Regions from separate parts of the Mus musculus genome. Here region 2 is linked to region 1. Evidence: chromatin contacts called from public Hi-C data. All regions are on one chromosome and are shown on one strand. Each heading gives the region's core, a stretch centred on a gene start, on an enhancer-like site or on the middle of the called end of the contact. The rest is flanking DNA. Distances are from core to core; before and after follow the strand shown.

The links. Hi-C and Micro-C count contacts between places; a contact is called where the count stands out from the background.
Region 2: a Hi-C map of liver shows a contact between it and region 1, with 2.5 times the contacts expected there. The contact joins two enhancer-like sites. A contact is called at or near these places in 1 of 39 promoter capture datasets (embryonic stem cells), 1 of 15 datasets of contacts at CTCF or cohesin (embryonic stem cells), 66 of 484 Hi-C or Micro-C datasets (the AML12 cell line, B cells, CD8 central memory T cells and 45 more), 27 of 115 datasets of contacts at active chromatin or transcription factors (the 230-238 cell line, bone marrow-derived dendritic cells, bone marrow-derived macrophages and 13 more) and 3 of 9 other capture datasets (adipose tissue, liver and pancreatic islet).

The regions. Positions count from the first base shown.
Region 1 is chr15:88,848,126-88,852,662 of GRCm38.p6, reverse strand. No RefSeq gene overlaps it. Among named protein-coding and RNA genes, the nearest start is that of Gm33049, 4.0 kb to the left of the region's middle. Within about 2 kb of position 1,937, at least 93 of the 459 cell types and tissues checked have an H3K27ac peak or open chromatin away from gene starts, as enhancers often do. A contact at or near this core is called in adipose tissue and liver, where this site is marked.
Region 2 is chr15:88,919,843-88,924,667 of GRCm38.p6, reverse strand. All of the region lies in intron 8 of Ttll8 (tubulin tyrosine ligase-like family, member 8), which reads left to right. Among named protein-coding and RNA genes, the nearest start is that of Ttll8, 32 kb to the left of the region's middle. Within about 2 kb of position 3,032, at least 40 of the 459 cell types and tissues checked have an H3K27ac peak or open chromatin away from gene starts, as enhancers often do. A contact at or near this core is called in adipose tissue and liver, where this site is marked.

The DNA.
Region 1 (4,537 bases), core at 688-3,187:
TAGACAAGTTCTGCTCCACTTTGATATCTTCTTGATTATTGTTTATTGGTAGGGAAACTGAGGCTTGAGAAAGCAAAATGGCTGGCCCCAGGGTGGCCATAGGGGAACTGGGTATATAGTCATACTTGGACTTAGAACTAGGCCCATGGAGGCTGTCCTGGAGGATCAGGTAAGAAAGGGTGCCCAGGAGCTTGGGACAAAGGCTGGTAGGGATGGTTTGATAGAGGTGAAGGGACCTCAGCCAGGTCTTTTCTTCTGAAATCTTGCCTGGCAGAGGTAATTTAGTGACCTGTCCAAGCCAATATGGAACCACTAAGGGGCTCCCAGGCAAGGCCAGAAGGAAGCCAACCTGGCCAGTGGGGTCAAAGGGATGGATGAGGAGCAGGGCAGCTGTCAGACCAGCCCTGCCGCAGCTAGCTCAAGGGCTTAGCGTGTCAACTTAGCTCAGGAACTGAGGTTAGGATGAGCACAGGCTGCGATGGGGCTGGAGACCGAAGTCTTTCAACACCCAGGCACCCGATCCAGGTTTGGCCTCCCTGCGAGGTTTGGCTTTTCCCAGCTTTGCCATGTCCTTTGTGCTTCTGACCTATGAAGATGGGTGGAGCGTGCCTTTGGGTGCTGTCCAGCCCACCTATTCCTCTCTCTATCTTAGCCTCCAAGGCTCAACTGTACCTGTTCTGCCACTCCCAGCTGAGCCAACACCCCCAGCAGGTGGCCACCTGATGTAGGTAATGCCCATGACGCACAAGCCTCGGCTTCTATCCTGTCTGCCTCCTGGCTGGGCCCCAGTGCACACATCCACGTGAGCAAGCAAGAAAGCAAAGGCGCAAACACACACACACACACACACACACACACACACACACACACACACACACACACACACAGCTGCACCAGTCAGACCGGTTCTGCACCATCAACCCTCAACCTCTGTAAAGTTCACACTGGTATAGTACCCACACCGCAAGCACACTGACTCCCTATACCCACAAGGTCCCAGCCCCCAGCACATGCCCTACGTGATACCCAGCCTCAGGTTAGTTTTCTGACTGGTGAGCCAGGTAGTGCTGCTTAACCCAAGGATTTTGTGAGGCTTGGCATGAGGAGACACTCTGCAGCTGAATAGAGCATATCTCCAGCATGGAGGAGGAGTATGGAGACAGCATCCCCCCAGCCCCCAATCCCTCCACACATGTGGCTAAGCTGGCTGCCACTCACCAACTGTTTCCCAACCTACCTCACAAGGGTCTCTTGGAGACACGGGGGATGGTAGCTGGGCTCTGCCTCACTGAGTACAGCCCACCGGGTTTAGGAAGAGGCTGTCACAGCCCTTGTGTGTGGAGCAGGCTGGCAGGGCAGCAACCTCAGGCGACCCCCCCACAGCTGGCAGTTGGTAGTTCATTCCTTAGCTGTGGGTTAGCTGCCTGGCTACTCAGTTACCAACCTTGATGTTCCCCAGGCCAGATTCACAGCAGCCCAGCTTTTCCATTCCTTAGGGCTGATAGAATCACATTCCCATCTCTGGGATCACCAAGTCACCCTGAGGGAGGCTCTGGGGATACAGAGGAGATGGGTTTGTGCTTGTGGATGGGACCTGTGTGAGCCTGGAGCGAGTGAGCCAGCATCAGGATGTGTATCATGTGTGTGTCATGACCTGTGTGAACTTGGGGCCACCAGGTGGGGATGTTGATGGAAGGGCAGTGGGCAGCGTGGGAGGGGGTGGTGAAGAGAGGAACATGGGGTGTGGGTATAGGTAGGAGGTCTCAGGGCATTAAGTGCGGACAGAGGCTTAGTGCTGGCAAGGTGATTCAAATGCGTGCTGAGAAGAGAGAGGGCTGTGGACAGTGCTGAGGGGTCACAGGGCAGAGATGGAGGTGGAGCACCATGGAGGGGCCAGTGGGGCCAGACTAGCCAGGATGGTTGGGGACACAATGGGCCCTTGTCCCATGCCGGGCTCCAGGCGCCCTGAGCAAACACACACCCTGTTCCCTCTGCACACTGTGTCCCCAACTGGCCGTGGCTCAGGGCCAGCAGGGAAAGTAGCCTGGTCAGGACACGTGCCGAGCTTGTCCCTGTGGCTTCCACAGAGCCCTCTACATAGCACGCAGGAGGAGTCCCTTGTGTTGGGTACTCCCCACAGCCTCTCTGCTGCCTCGGGCATTTCCGGAGCCCTATGGAAGTGGGGTCTTGCACTTCCACTTTATCCTGGTTGTCCCTTCTGGCCCTGGGGACCCAGCTGCAGCCATGTGCTGTCTCTGGATGCTATGCTTGTGACAGAAGCCAAACTTGTCAGGGCTGGCTCCAATCCCTGCTGAGGCCCCTCCTGGGTACTGGCTCTCTTTGGACAGTGACTAGCTTCAGCAATAGCTCTGCCAGACATCCTGCCCACACCCAACTCTCCCATGGCCTGGCCCAGATCTGCTCTAAGACGGGGTGGCTGGGTCCCCAACATGCACTCTAAAGGTCCCTGGCCAAGAGTGGGAGTTAGGAAGGACAAGATGGAACGGTCCCACAGAGGCCCGAGGAGTGGTCCCTTTTTGAGTTTCTAAATGAGGCAGGGAGTGGTACAGCGCTAATGTGACAAATGGCTGCTTCCAGGATCTGGAGCTAGGAAAGACGCTCCAGAGTCACTTATATTTCTTGTCACTCCTCTAGCAGCTGTAGAAGCAACCTCCACAATGCTTGACATCTGAGACACCTGGCTACTTGCTGACATAGTACCTTCAGTGGGACCAGAGACAATGGGAGAGACAAACTCTAAAAGGAACTATGGGACAAGGGCACATGCTGGAGGGTCTCCTGTGACAGTACAGGCTGAGACTTCTACCAAGGAACTCCAAGTACCCCCAAGCACAGGATGCTAACAGCTAGAGTCTGGACAGGGATGCTTCATGAGACAAGGTCTGTGTGGCCATATGTACTGGACAACTCCGCCATTCCGGGTCCTAGAGCTGCTGTAGATGGCCTGGTGGGGGCTGATGCTACAGCTGCTTGCTCTGTAAGCCTGATGACCTGGGTGTGGTACCTGAAGCCCACAATGGAAGGAGAGAACCCTCTTCCAAAAGTTGTTCGTTAAGTTCCATACATATGTCGTGGTGTGTGTGAGCTCTTAGTCAAATACATATCACACACACACACACACACACACACATACATACACACACTAAATTAATTAAAAAGAACAACAAGGGCTGGTGAGGTGGCTCAGCAGGTAAGAGACCCGACCGCTCTTCCAAAGGTCCTGAGTTCAAGTCCCAGCAACCACATGGTGGCTCACAACCATCCGTAACGAGATCTGACTCCCTCTTCTGATGTGTCTGAAGACAGCTACAGTGTACTTACATATAATAAATAAATAAATCTTTGAAAAAACAACAACAACAACAACAACAACAACAACAACAACATCTGGTGAAATGATCTGGGCAGCTTCCCAAAGAGCCAGGTGCCTGGCCACTGGGGAGTCACTAAGGGCTCCCCCACCCCCCAGGATAGGTTTCTGGAAGGACAGACAGTTTAAAGCTTCTCCTTGGGACAGGATCAACTACTTGCCCTTCCCCACATCAGGTGCCTAGGTTCTTCTGGAGGCAGGACAGTATGCACTTGGTATTCGGCTGGGTCCACAAGATGACAAGAGTGGGCCTGCCCCCAGCCAGTGTCCCCATGCCCATCTACCCTGGTCCTATATGATTCTTGGTTCAGAGTATTGGCATAGGGTCCAGAACTGGCTGGGTACAGGCTCCCCAGCCAACTTGGCCACCAAAACAATGTGCCCCACTCTTGAAGGATGGGAGGCCTAAAGCCCTGCTCCTTCCCTCTTGGTGTTAGGATGTCATGTGGTCATGCTGAGGACTGGGTTGGGCAGTAACCAGGATAGACACTGAGGCTGCTACAGCCTCACATCCTGGTGGGCAGGACCAAGCCCAGGCCAGGCACAAGACAAACTGGGGACCCTCTGGTAAAGGGATGTCCCTCAGCTGTTATTTACTGCAGGAGAGGGACTCTTGATGTAACAGGCCTATATCTCACCTGGGCTAGACAACAGTGACCCTGGGCAGGGGTTGGGGGTTGGGGGTTGGAGGTTGGCAGGGCCATAGGAAAAGGATCCAAGATCTTAGGAAGTCCTTGTGCATATTTATATGGAGGTGTGATGTATCCCACAGGCTCACAACACTCACCTGCATCTAGTCAAGGCTCAATTTAGAGCCACACTGAGCCTGGCCATTCATATCAAGTACCTCTGCCTGCCAGAGACCTGTACCCACATACTGCCAGTCCCCAAACCTTCAGCCCTGTCATTCTGCTTCAGCCAAAGGTCAGCCATGTACCACAGTCAGGGTCTAGACTCTTCTGGGTCCCAGAATGTCTCCTCACCTGAAGGTCAGTTGGGAGGGCCTGGGCCTGGCTCCTTGAGGACAAGGAGAGTCAACATTCCAGGCCCAGGAAGAGCACTACCAAGCACCTCATCTTGGTACTGTTAGAGTCTGTTAGGGACTGTTAGAGTCTTCTAAGCAGGGCAGTACTCCTGGCAATATAG
Region 2 (4,825 bases), core at 1,783-4,282, 71 kb before region 1:
ATGGGGAAGATAGCAAGACTCTGTTTATTTTTTTTTCAAGCCAACCTGAGAATTACAATATAGTTTTTGAGACAGGGTCTAGCATGAGTCACTGCACGTGAAACCTTCTTTGTATTTTGTTACTCGTCTTGAGAATCTTCACTGCTTCCCAAAGAAAGCATGACAGCGTGACGTATGTGGCTTGCTGCCTCCTGTTCCTGACACGCTTGTCGTTCGTCTCTTCCATTTATTTCCTTTTAAAAAAAAATTTACGTGTGTATGTGTGCCTGAATGAGTGTGCATTCGGGCGCATCAGGTACCCACAGGTGCCCACAGATTCCCTGGAATTGGAGTTCTGGTTACAGTTACTGGATCTTGAATCATCTGATATGGGTGCTGGTAACTAAACTTGGGTCCTTTCTAAGAGCAGAAAGTGCTCTAAACCTCCGAGCCATCTCTCCAGATCCTCTGTTTGGAAAGGCACAGGTCATGCTTGTTGTTGCGTTAGTCAGTTAATTTCAGTTTTTGCACATCAGCCGTTGTTTTGGTTCAGAAAAAAAAATCCCTTAATATATTTTATCCTATTATTCTAGTATATATTCTATATAGTCTATATACTATATATATTCTATATATGGTATATATTCTATATATTCTAGTAGCGGTCTACTGGTAGAAAACTTTCTCCAGTTTTTTTCTTCAATTTCAAAAGGCCTAAAGCATTTCACTTTTGAAAGCTGTTTTCTCCGGGATAGAGCCCTCGGTTTGCTGGCCCACGCCACTGTCACAGTTGAGATGTTACTCTACTGTCTTCTGGCTCGTGATGTTTTGTCTAGAAATTTTGACTCTCCTCTTTTTCTCTGGGTGCCTTAAGATTTTGTGTTTGGTTTTTAGCAATTTGCTTTATTGTGTTTCTAAGGAATACTTTTCTTTGTATCCATCCTTGTTTGAGTGTGTGTCCCGTCGTTTAACTATGAGTTGACGTTTTTCTCCCAGAGTTGGACTCTGACCGCTATCTCTACAAGCGTTGCCTCTCCTTTATTCTCTCTCTCCTCTTTCTGGGACTGCAAGTGCATGTGTGTTACGCTGTGTCCCGTGTGGCTCTCACCTGGTCTTCTCCTCCGTGGCTATCATGAGAGTCCTTCTGATGCACTTGTCTGTTCCTGGCTGTGTGCTGTGTCCCACTGATCTGTCTGACACTAGGACAGTGCTTTAAGTCAGTGCATGTTCAGGACTTAATCCATCGAAGGAGGCATATGCTCTCTATTCACTCTTCTTCTCAGGAGTTGTCCTCACACCCCCTGTATGAGTTGTTCTGAAGACAGTTCCTTCCTAGTGAGGTTGGTTATAGCTTCATATTTATTAGCCACTAACCCTGGAAATTATTAGCTACAATTAATAGGAAAAAGTTGACGGCAGGGCTTCGAGTGCTTAAGAACTGTGTTTCTCAGCCGGGCGTGGTGGCGCACGCCTTTAATCCCAGCGCTCGGGAGGCAGAGGCAGGTGGATTTCTGAGTTCGAGGCCAGCCTGGTCTACAAAGTGAGTTCCAGGACAGCCAGGGCTACACAGAGAAACCCTGTCTCGAAAAAACAAAACAAAACAAACAAACAAACAAAACCAGAGAACTGTGTTTCTCAAAAAAGCATTGAAAAGAGGATGAAAAATAGAAGCTGTGAACTGAAGACAGATCCACTGTCCACAAGTCCAACTGAGGTCCAGGCTCAGAAGCTGCCGAGTCAGGGGAGAGAAATGGACCAAGTTAAATTCTGGGTTTGTAGAGTGCTTCTCTCTCTTACTTGAAGCCCCGAGTTCATCCTCTAGGACGTCGTAAACTAAACGTGGTGGCCCATGCCTGTAACCCCAAACGCTCTGGTTGAACGTGACTGTCAGCCCTACCCCATGTCCTTGCTGGTGACTTCAGACTTGTAGGCAAAGGCCTGACCTAGAAGCCCATCACAATCTCGGGGTGTAAGGGCAGGGATCGGTAGAGATGTCTGAACAGCTTTCAGATTTGAGGGTACACTCCTGGCACCTGGGAGAGAGACACCTACCACAGTATCTGCAAAGACATGGGGCCAGGAGGCAGTAGCAGGAGGATCAGAAGTTCAAGGTCATCTTCATGTGCATGGCAAGTTCAAAGCTATCCTGGGATCCACGAGACTCTGCCTCAAGAATAAACCCAGAATAGACTCTTTATTAAATACAAATCAGCTGTCCAGTCAGACTAGAAAAGCAACCATTGTTGGAGCTTTCCAGAAATGCAGGTTAAAGCCAGAATGAACCCTTGGTGATAACTCCTGTAATCCCGGGAGGACCTTGAACTCAAAGCCAGCTTGGGCTATATATGAGACTTTATCTCAAAAGCTGAAAAAGGAAAAAAAAAAGAAACAACAAAAATCACCCATGATGGGAGACCTCTCTGCACACCCAGATGGCTGAATTGAAGACTTGAGACACCAAGAATTGGCCCGAATCAACAGCTCTCATGCAGCTCTGGCAGGAGTGTTGAGCAACGGCGTTTTGGAAAAGCAAGAACAGCGTGCCCTATGACCCAGATCTTCTATCCCTGCAGAAATGACGCACCCAACCTCAGATAGACTCTGTAAGCGCAGATCTGACAAACCCCAGCTGTGTCAGAGCAAGGACTGCAAATGGCACAACCATGGTCAGCTCTCCCAGCTGTGAGGCTGAGAGACACTACATAGGAGAAAAAAGAGGAGAGAGGGGGTCGGGGAGAGGGTAATGTGTGTTCATGTCTCCATCCATGGCTGTAAGTTTCAAGAAAGGCAGAGCCTATCCTTGTGGCCAAAGAATGAAAACTAGCTATCATTGGCTGGAACATAACACTTGAGGACTTCCTGAGCAGCCCATTACTGTACCTTGAGCCGGCAATAATGACACAAGAGAACGCATGAGCAAAAATGCCCAAACTTCACTTTTTCTGTTTGAGCTTTCTAAACTAATCATTTTCTTAAATTGCTACAAAAGAGAACCGCGATACTTTACCACTAGGTGGCAGCATTGGGCTCCCGTGTTACCACACTGTATGATTTTGCCTGGTGAGCAGGCTCTGTGGTGCTTTGCTCTGACTGCCCACTTAGAAGTGCCACAATCTAAGGAGCGCCTTGGGGCCCGTTTGATTCTTCTGGAGACTTGCAGATTCCCACATGGACACTTGTGCGTCAGGACCTAGAAGGCCAAGAGGCTACTCTTCATGGGACCTGCAGGGTCCCTGTCCGTTCTCAGTTGAGCACGGATGTCTAGAATCTGAGCATCCATATTGGTTTGAAAACAGGCCAGGCTCCTCCCCTATTTCAGCAATCTCTTGACTTTTACAGCTTCCATCTTATCATTATGTGATGTGGATAACACGGTGTGGTGACAGCTGAGTCCAGTGCTGGCCCACCTTCAGGGGTGACTTCCAGAACCCAGGCTCTAGTGTTCTGGATCATGAGGCTTCTTTCCCACTGGGACAGCAAAATGCTTGTTTTTCTGGAGCACAGTAGTAAATGCTATCAGGCCTTGTTGATAATACCACCCATTACACTAGTCTGGCCCAGCTCTATGGACCAGACAGAAGGTATTGTGGGGACACTGCCGGTTGTCTATACCTGTTTGCACTGTGTACTAACTGTGGCAGGGCTACCCTATCATTATAGTTAACCAACACGTAACATCTGCAGAGGAAGCTCACATTCAGTAGACCAGGGAAGTGGGCTCTGCTTGGTATCTGGCCAGCGAGAGGCAAGCTCACTCCATCACATGCCAACCTGTTCCCTGCACCCGGGGAGTGGAAGCTGACCCCACTACAACTCTTGCTGTCTTGAAACTCTAACCCACCTAGCCAGAGATTGGCATTATTCACTTTCTCCTCAATGCTGCCTCTCCTTTTCCAGCAGGCAGGCAGAACATAAATGTCTCCTGTCCCCCAAACCCTTGCTTCCACCTCCAGGGCTGCAGCCAGAATTGTGGCTTAGCCGTCGCAGGGACTTGACACTAAACATTCTCCATTGTACCAGGTCTGCCCACATATGGAGAACCTGAGAGGTACTACAGGTACTGTGGTGGACGTCTCTCTCTCCCAGGTGCCATCAGTGTACCCTCAAATTCTGAAAGCTGCTCAAACATCTCTACTGATCCCTGCCCTAATTTCCTGAGATTATGATTGGTTTCTAAGTTAGGCCTTTTCCTACAAGTCTGAAGTCACCAACAAGGACATAAGGTCAGGCTGACAGTCATGCTCACAGGACAATAAGCTGACTGCTCCTGTGGACAGGTAGGCCCTCATTGCAGTTTGGCTTCCCTTAGAAGGACCTTTCTAACAACAACAGTGCAGGCAGTATCTTCGCACAGAGACCCACCCATCTCTGGTTTTTCTTTGGTACAGGATTGGTGTCCTTTTCCATGTAGACAATCCACATGTCAGAGTTGTTTGTTCCAACAGGGCCTCTCTATTGTGAAACCTTGGCTGTACTTGAATTTGCTATGTTAAACCCTGCAGGTTTAAAACTCACAGTGATCCTCCTGCCTCTGCCTCTGCCTCTGCCTCTGCCTCTGCCTCTGCCTCTGCCTCTGCCTCTGCCTCTGCCTCTGCCTCTGCCTCTGCCTCTGCCTCTGCCTCTGCCTCTGCCTCTGCCCCCCTGTCCCCCTGCCCCCCTGCCCCCTGCCCCCCCGCCCCCTGCCCCTGCCTCTGCCTCTGCCTCTACCTCTGCCCCCCTGTCCCCCTGCCCCCCTGCCCCCCCGCCCCCTGCCCCCACCTCTGTCTCTGCCTCTAAGTGCCAGGGTTAGAGGTATACACTAGCATGCTGGGCTTAGGGGCCTTAGTTCTTGACACACAATGCCCAG